2 separate regions of the Canis lupus genome follow, and region 2 is linked to region 1. Evidence: chromatin contacts called from public Hi-C data. All regions are on one chromosome and are shown on one strand. Each heading gives the region's core, a stretch centred on a gene start, on an enhancer-like site or on the middle of the called end of the contact. The rest is flanking DNA. Distances are from core to core; before and after follow the strand shown. Region 1 holds the start of MFSD4B (sodium-dependent glucose transporter 1). Region 2 holds the start of REV3L (DNA polymerase zeta catalytic subunit).

Region 1 (2,700 bases), core at 146-2,645:
CCTCCATGGAGGAGGCACCCGAAATCCTTTGTAATTCGGGCCTAACCCACCTTTCACATAACCTGCTCTGCTCTTTAATACAGACGCCTGCAGTTTCAGCCACATCAGTCTCCTCTCAAAGCGGCCTTCCGTGACCCTGACGTCTAAAGCAGGTTCTCCTACGGCACAGCATCTGTGCTTGGAGGTAAACTGGGAAGGGCTTCATGACCCAGTGCAGGGGGCTGGAGAGCTGGCTGGGCTGGAAGGGTCTGTAGTCCGGGAGCCTAAGTGGGGAGAGGCAGTCGGGTGCAGAAGAACATTTCCAACGGGTAATAAAACAAACATTTGGTCAAAGAGCAGAAAGGCAACGGAGAGCTGGAATCGGATCAGGAGGACCAGGCCTGCCGTCCCCGCTGGCGCACCTGCGGCCCGGGCCCCTGGAAATCCGCGTCCCGCTGCGCTGGGCGACGACGGCGGCGTGGTTTGCGGGGCCGGGGCCGGGGCCGGAGCCTGCAACCGCCCTGGGCTGAGCTCCGGCCGCCCCCCGCCCCGTCTGCCTGCCCGGGGCAAGCCGCTGCTCAGCCCGACTTAACCGTCCGGCCGCACGCGGAGCAGCGCACCTGCAGGGCTGCCTCGGGGTTCCCGGAGACGCTTCCGCACGCGGCCGACAGCGGGCGAGCATCTCCAAGGGGCGCGGAGGAGGACGGCACGCCTGGACGCTGTCCCGGGGCTCAGCCTTCCCCTCGGTACCGGGGCGCGGCCGCGTCTTACCTCACCGTCCCCGCGCCCCGGGCTGCAGCTGCCGCTCCCTCCGCCGCGGGGCGCCCGCTCGCCCGGCCTCCGTGGGCTCCGCCGCGCGTGTCACGGGGCCGCCCGGGGCGCCCCGTCCGGTCTCCCAGGCAACCACATAAACTTCCGGTTTGGGAGCGAGCGGCCGCGGCGGGCGGGAGGCCGCACTTCCGCCACGTGACCCCGCGCGGCCCCCGGGCGTGCTGAGGGGCGGGCGTCGCGAGTTCGGAAGTCCGGGGGGCGGGGCCTGGAGGGGCGGGGCTGGGGCTCGGCGGCCGGTCCCTGAGGCGCGGATGGGCCGCCGCGCGGGGAGGCGGGGCAGGGAGCGGGGCCGTCGTGTGTGGGGCGGGGCCTCCGGGCCTGTGGGGGGCGGGGCCAGGGCTCGGCGGCCGGTTCTCGAGGCGCCGCCAGGCCTGGAGGGGCGGGGCCTCCGGGCCTGGGGGCGGGGCTCGGCGGCGGGTCCCCGAGGCGCGGCGGGGCGGCCGCCTGAGCGCTTCTCCGCAGCCGCCGAGCTGGAGCTGGACCTGGAGCTGGACGTGCGCGGGGCCGGGGCGCCGGCTGCCGGGCAGCGGCTCCTCCAGGCCGCGGCCGCAGCGGAGAATGAGGCGGCGGCGGCGGCGGCGGCGGGCTCCCGGCGGGGCCGCGGGGCCGGGCGCAGGCTGCGCTGGCTCATCACCGCGGTGCTGTGCGCCGCCTTCCTGGGGCTGGTGAGCGCGGGGGCCCGAGGCTGCGGGGCCGGGGCGGGAGGTTCGCGGCTCGCCTCCGCCGCCCGCCGGCTGGTGACCTTGGGCGCGGTCGTCGGCGCCGGCCTTCGGGGCCGAATCTGCAGAACGGGCACAGCCCCGCCGCCCGAGCGCTGTTCAGTGCGAAGTTGGTTTTCCCCCGAGATCTGGGCACCTCCCGGGGGGGGGGGGGGGTCGGGTGTGGAGCCCCTGCCCCTCCAGCCCACGCAGATGCCAAGTTATCCCCCAAAGCTGCTTCCCTGGGATTTCCTCTTCCTTGTCTGGCCAGATTCAGCCGACTCCTTATGTTTGCAGGTGGAGGAAACAGGACCCGAGAGGGAAAAGGACTTTTCTGCACCACGCAGCCGGCTTTCCGTGCGGGAGCCAGGAATAAGCTCTCGTTCTGCCCGCAGCCGTGCACAGACAGACCTTTAGGTCCCCCGCGTCTTCCTTAGAGCAAACTGCAGGGCTAGAAGCGCCTTCTTCTTCTTCTTCTTCTTTTTTTTTTTTTTTAGATTGTATTTATTTATTCATGAGACACACACACGGAGGCAGAGACAGAGGCCGAAGCAGGCCCCACGCAGGGAGCCCGACGTGGGACTCGATCCCGGGTCTCCAGGGTCACGCCCTGGGCCAAAGGCGGGCGCTCAACCGCTGAGCCCCGCAGGGATCCCTAGAACCGCCTTCTGACACCCCCGTGGCTGCCCCACGACTCCCTTATTTGTGGAGGTCTCCCTGTCATCCCCGGCCTGATGAATGGGGATCTTGGGGATTCACTAGGGTGAGTCCTCTGAGGACAGTCATCCCTGGTCACTCAGCGTCTTTCTCTTGAACCACAACGGATTCTTGGAGGATTTTGATGATATGAAAAAAGAAAAATCATTGCAGGGCACTGGTGCCAGGTCCTGTTTTGGGTGCTTTGCAGGCAGGAAGTGATTGGATTGCAGATGCAGCTCAGCCTCCCCTCCCCATACCAAGTGCTTGCTCAGCTCTCAGTTTGGGACTGCTCCGGCTTGGGCAGGACGCACACCCAAGTGTTTCAAGCAGAGCAGTCCAATTAGAAGGAATTCTTTTTTTTTTTTTTTTTTTTTAAGATTTTATTTATTTGACAGTAAGTGAGTGAGTGTGCATGCACAGGCAGAGTGGCAGAGGAGTAGAGAGCCTGACACTGGGCTGGATCCCAGGACCGCGGGATCACCACCTGAGCCCA
Region 2 (2,700 bases), core at 107-2,606, 210 kb after region 1:
CTGCATCAAAATCTCACAACACTGAAATTTGCAACAAAGAGAATTGACGTTAAAAAGGGAACTGCTTGGGAAAAAAAAAACAACAACAACGAGCGCCTGTGTTGGGTAGAGCCGTTATCTCGCGTGGCCCCGCAGAAACGGGAGGAGGAAGACCCAGCGCGACCGGGGCGCGGAGCATCAAGTGGGAAACGCTGCCCCAGACCCCGCAGGCGCAGGGCAGCCCGCAGCCCGCAGCGGAGGGGAGCGCGGCCTCCGGGAGCTGCAGGCGGCTCACAGCGCGCACCCCTCCACGGCCACGCGAGGCCCTGCCCATCTGGCCCCCGCCCTTAGCGGCGTGACCCCACGTCCCCAAGAGCTCCCGTCACTGCCCCCCCCCGCCGGCCCGACCCCACTCGGGCATCCGAGCGGTTCTTGCGGTCAGGATGACGTGTCTTTACACGCGGCCCCGCGGCTCGGCGTGGGGGGCACGTCTCCGACGGGGGCCGCGGCTCCTCAGGCGTTCGCGCCACCGGGCGCGAGGTGCGGCCGCCGGGCGAGCGACGACGCGCCCCTTCCCTCGAGCGGCCGCCGCCCGGGGCCCCGGAGGCTCGGGTCTCCGAGGAGTCGTCCCCGACCCGCGCTCGCCGCGGAGCCCCACGGTCCCCTCAGGGGGCGGGATTCCTCAGGCGCCGCGCTCCGGAAGGGGCAGAGGCGGGCGGCGGCGGGCGGCGGCGTGAGGCCGCGCGGGGAGCGCTGACCCTTCCTCGGCCCCTCAGGGCCCCCTCCAGACGGGGGAGGCGGCGGGGCGGCAGCGGGGCGGCCACCGCAGTCCCCCCGGCGGGCGACCTCAGCGCGTCCCGGAGGACACGGCGCGGCCACCTGCCCCCCCGCCCGCCCCCGCGGCCCGCGCTGCGGCTCCGGCTCCCGGCCGCCGCGCGCGCTGCCAACACCCGGCGCCCGGGAGGAGGGGGCGCGGCGGCCGCGCGGACCCACGTCGCGGCGCCTCTTGTCACGCACCCGGGGAGAGGCGCGGAGGGAGGGAGGGAGGGAGGGGAGGCGGCGGCGAGCGCGCGAGTGCGCGGCGGCGAGGGGAGGGCAGCCCGGGCGCCCCGCCGGCTCCCGCCCGCGCCCCGCGCCCGCTTACCTGCCGGGGTCGCTCCGAAGACTCGCACCACCGGCACCTTCTTGACAGGGGCCTGGGTGAGGGGGCACAGGCAGGTGTCCAGGCCCCGCAGCGGGCTGGCCATGTAGTAGTCGGCGGTCACTATCCTCACTGAAAACATGTTCGCCGCCGCCGCCACCGCCTCCTCCTCCTCCTCCTCCTCACGGGCGATCTGGCGGCGGCAGCAGCGGCGGCGGCGGCGGCGGCGGCTTCCTCCGCAGCGACGGCCCCACGGCGGCGGCGCCCCCTCCCCGCTTCGGCTCGGCCCCCTCCCCTCACACACAGACGCGGCGAGCGGGCGGCGGGCGGCGGGCGGGGCGCTCGCTGCTGGCACTGCTGCCGCCGCCTCCTCACGAGCACCCGGCGACGGGCGACAGCAGAGACGCCCTGGCGCTTCCGTCCGTGCTGCTGCTGCCGCCGCTGCCGCCGCCGCCGGGAATCACACGGGCTCCTCGGTCCCAGGCTGCAGCTCTTGTTGCCATGATGATGATGTCACGGACGCAACCACTGGGGGAGGGGAGGCGGGGGGGCGGGGGGGGGTGCGCGAGTGCGCGCGCGCGTGCGTGCGTGTGTGTGTGTGCGCGTGGGGGGGCGGGGGGAGGGGACGCGGCGGGAAAGGGAGGGAGCGGGGCGGGCACCCGAGCGGGACACCCCGGCGGGGGCCGAGGAGGTGTTTTCTCCCCCGCCCCCCCGGGCTCGCAGCGAGGGAGGAGGCCGCGGGGGGGGGGGGGGGCGGGGAGGCTGGGCCCGCGCCGGGCGCGGGGATCGATGACTCGGCCGGTGGGCACGGCCACCTGCGTGGGGGGGGGGGGGCGGAGCGCCGATGTCATGGATGCGGGAGGGGGGTCGGGGCCGCTCGGGCGGCTCGGCGGGATTGGCCGGGGATCGCTCGCGCTCGCCTAGGCGACCGCCATTTCACATCCTGCGGAGGAGGCGGGGGCGGCCGCCGAGACGGCGTTTTACGAGGTAAGAAAGCCCGCCCGCGGGAGGCGGGAGGCGGGCGGCGGGCGGCGGGGCGCAGATCTCGTGCCGCCGCGGCCTCGCGGGAGGGCGGGCGGGGCCGGGCGCGGAGGCGGAGGCGGACGCAGCCGGCCCTTCTCAGGTATCGCGGCGGCTCCGCGCGTGGCCCGGGGGCGGCGCGAGGGGCGGGGGCGCGCGGGCGCGGGCCTCGGCCTATAGGAGGGCGGCCCCGGCGCCCCCTCCTTCCCGCGGCGCTGCGGTGTCTGCGCGCGGCCCCCCGGAGGGACGTGTTCCCGCTCGGCTCCGCTTAGCTGGGCCGGGCAGGGCCGGGCAGGGCCGGGCAGATCCGGGGTTTCCCACCGCGGCGTCGTCCTCCCGCGCGAACAGATCCTTCCTCGGGTTCCTCCTCAGCGCCTCAGGCTGCGGCCCGGGCGCGCGCGTGCGCGGTTGTGTGCGCGTCCGTGTGCGCGTCCGTGTGCGCGTCTGTGCGCGTGCGCGTCCGAGGAAGCACTTGTCCGCGCTGGGTGACCGACCTCCCCCCGCGGAATTCAGGATTAAGAGCCTTTCAGAGAAGCGTTCGGCCGGAGGTGTAGAGCCCC

What was found. A called contact is a pair of places that touch in the nucleus more often than the background predicts.
Region 2: a Hi-C map of blood shows a contact between it and region 1, with 4 times the contacts expected there. The contact joins the promoter of REV3L here to the promoter of MFSD4B in region 1. A contact is called at or near these places in 2 of 9 Hi-C or Micro-C datasets (both in blood).

What each region holds. Positions count from the first base shown.
Region 1 is chr12:68,147,898-68,150,597 of UU_Cfam_GSD_1.0, forward strand. It overlaps MFSD4B (sodium-dependent glucose transporter 1), which reads left to right and starts at 1,396. Exons shown (of 4, transcript XM_038554963.1): 1 at 1,396-1,475. It overlaps LOC111098398 (a long non-coding RNA gene), which reads right to left and starts at 846. Exons shown (of 4, transcript XR_005368155.1): 1 at 751-846; 2 at 51-263.
Region 2 is chr12:68,357,866-68,360,565 of UU_Cfam_GSD_1.0, forward strand. It overlaps REV3L (DNA polymerase zeta catalytic subunit), which reads right to left and starts at 1,357. Exons shown (of 32, transcript XM_038554964.1): 1 at 1,124-1,357. The coding sequence starts at 1,262. It overlaps LOC119874234, which reads left to right and starts at 1,954. Exons shown (of 4, transcript XM_038554977.1): 1 at 1,954-2,107. The coding sequence starts at 1,965.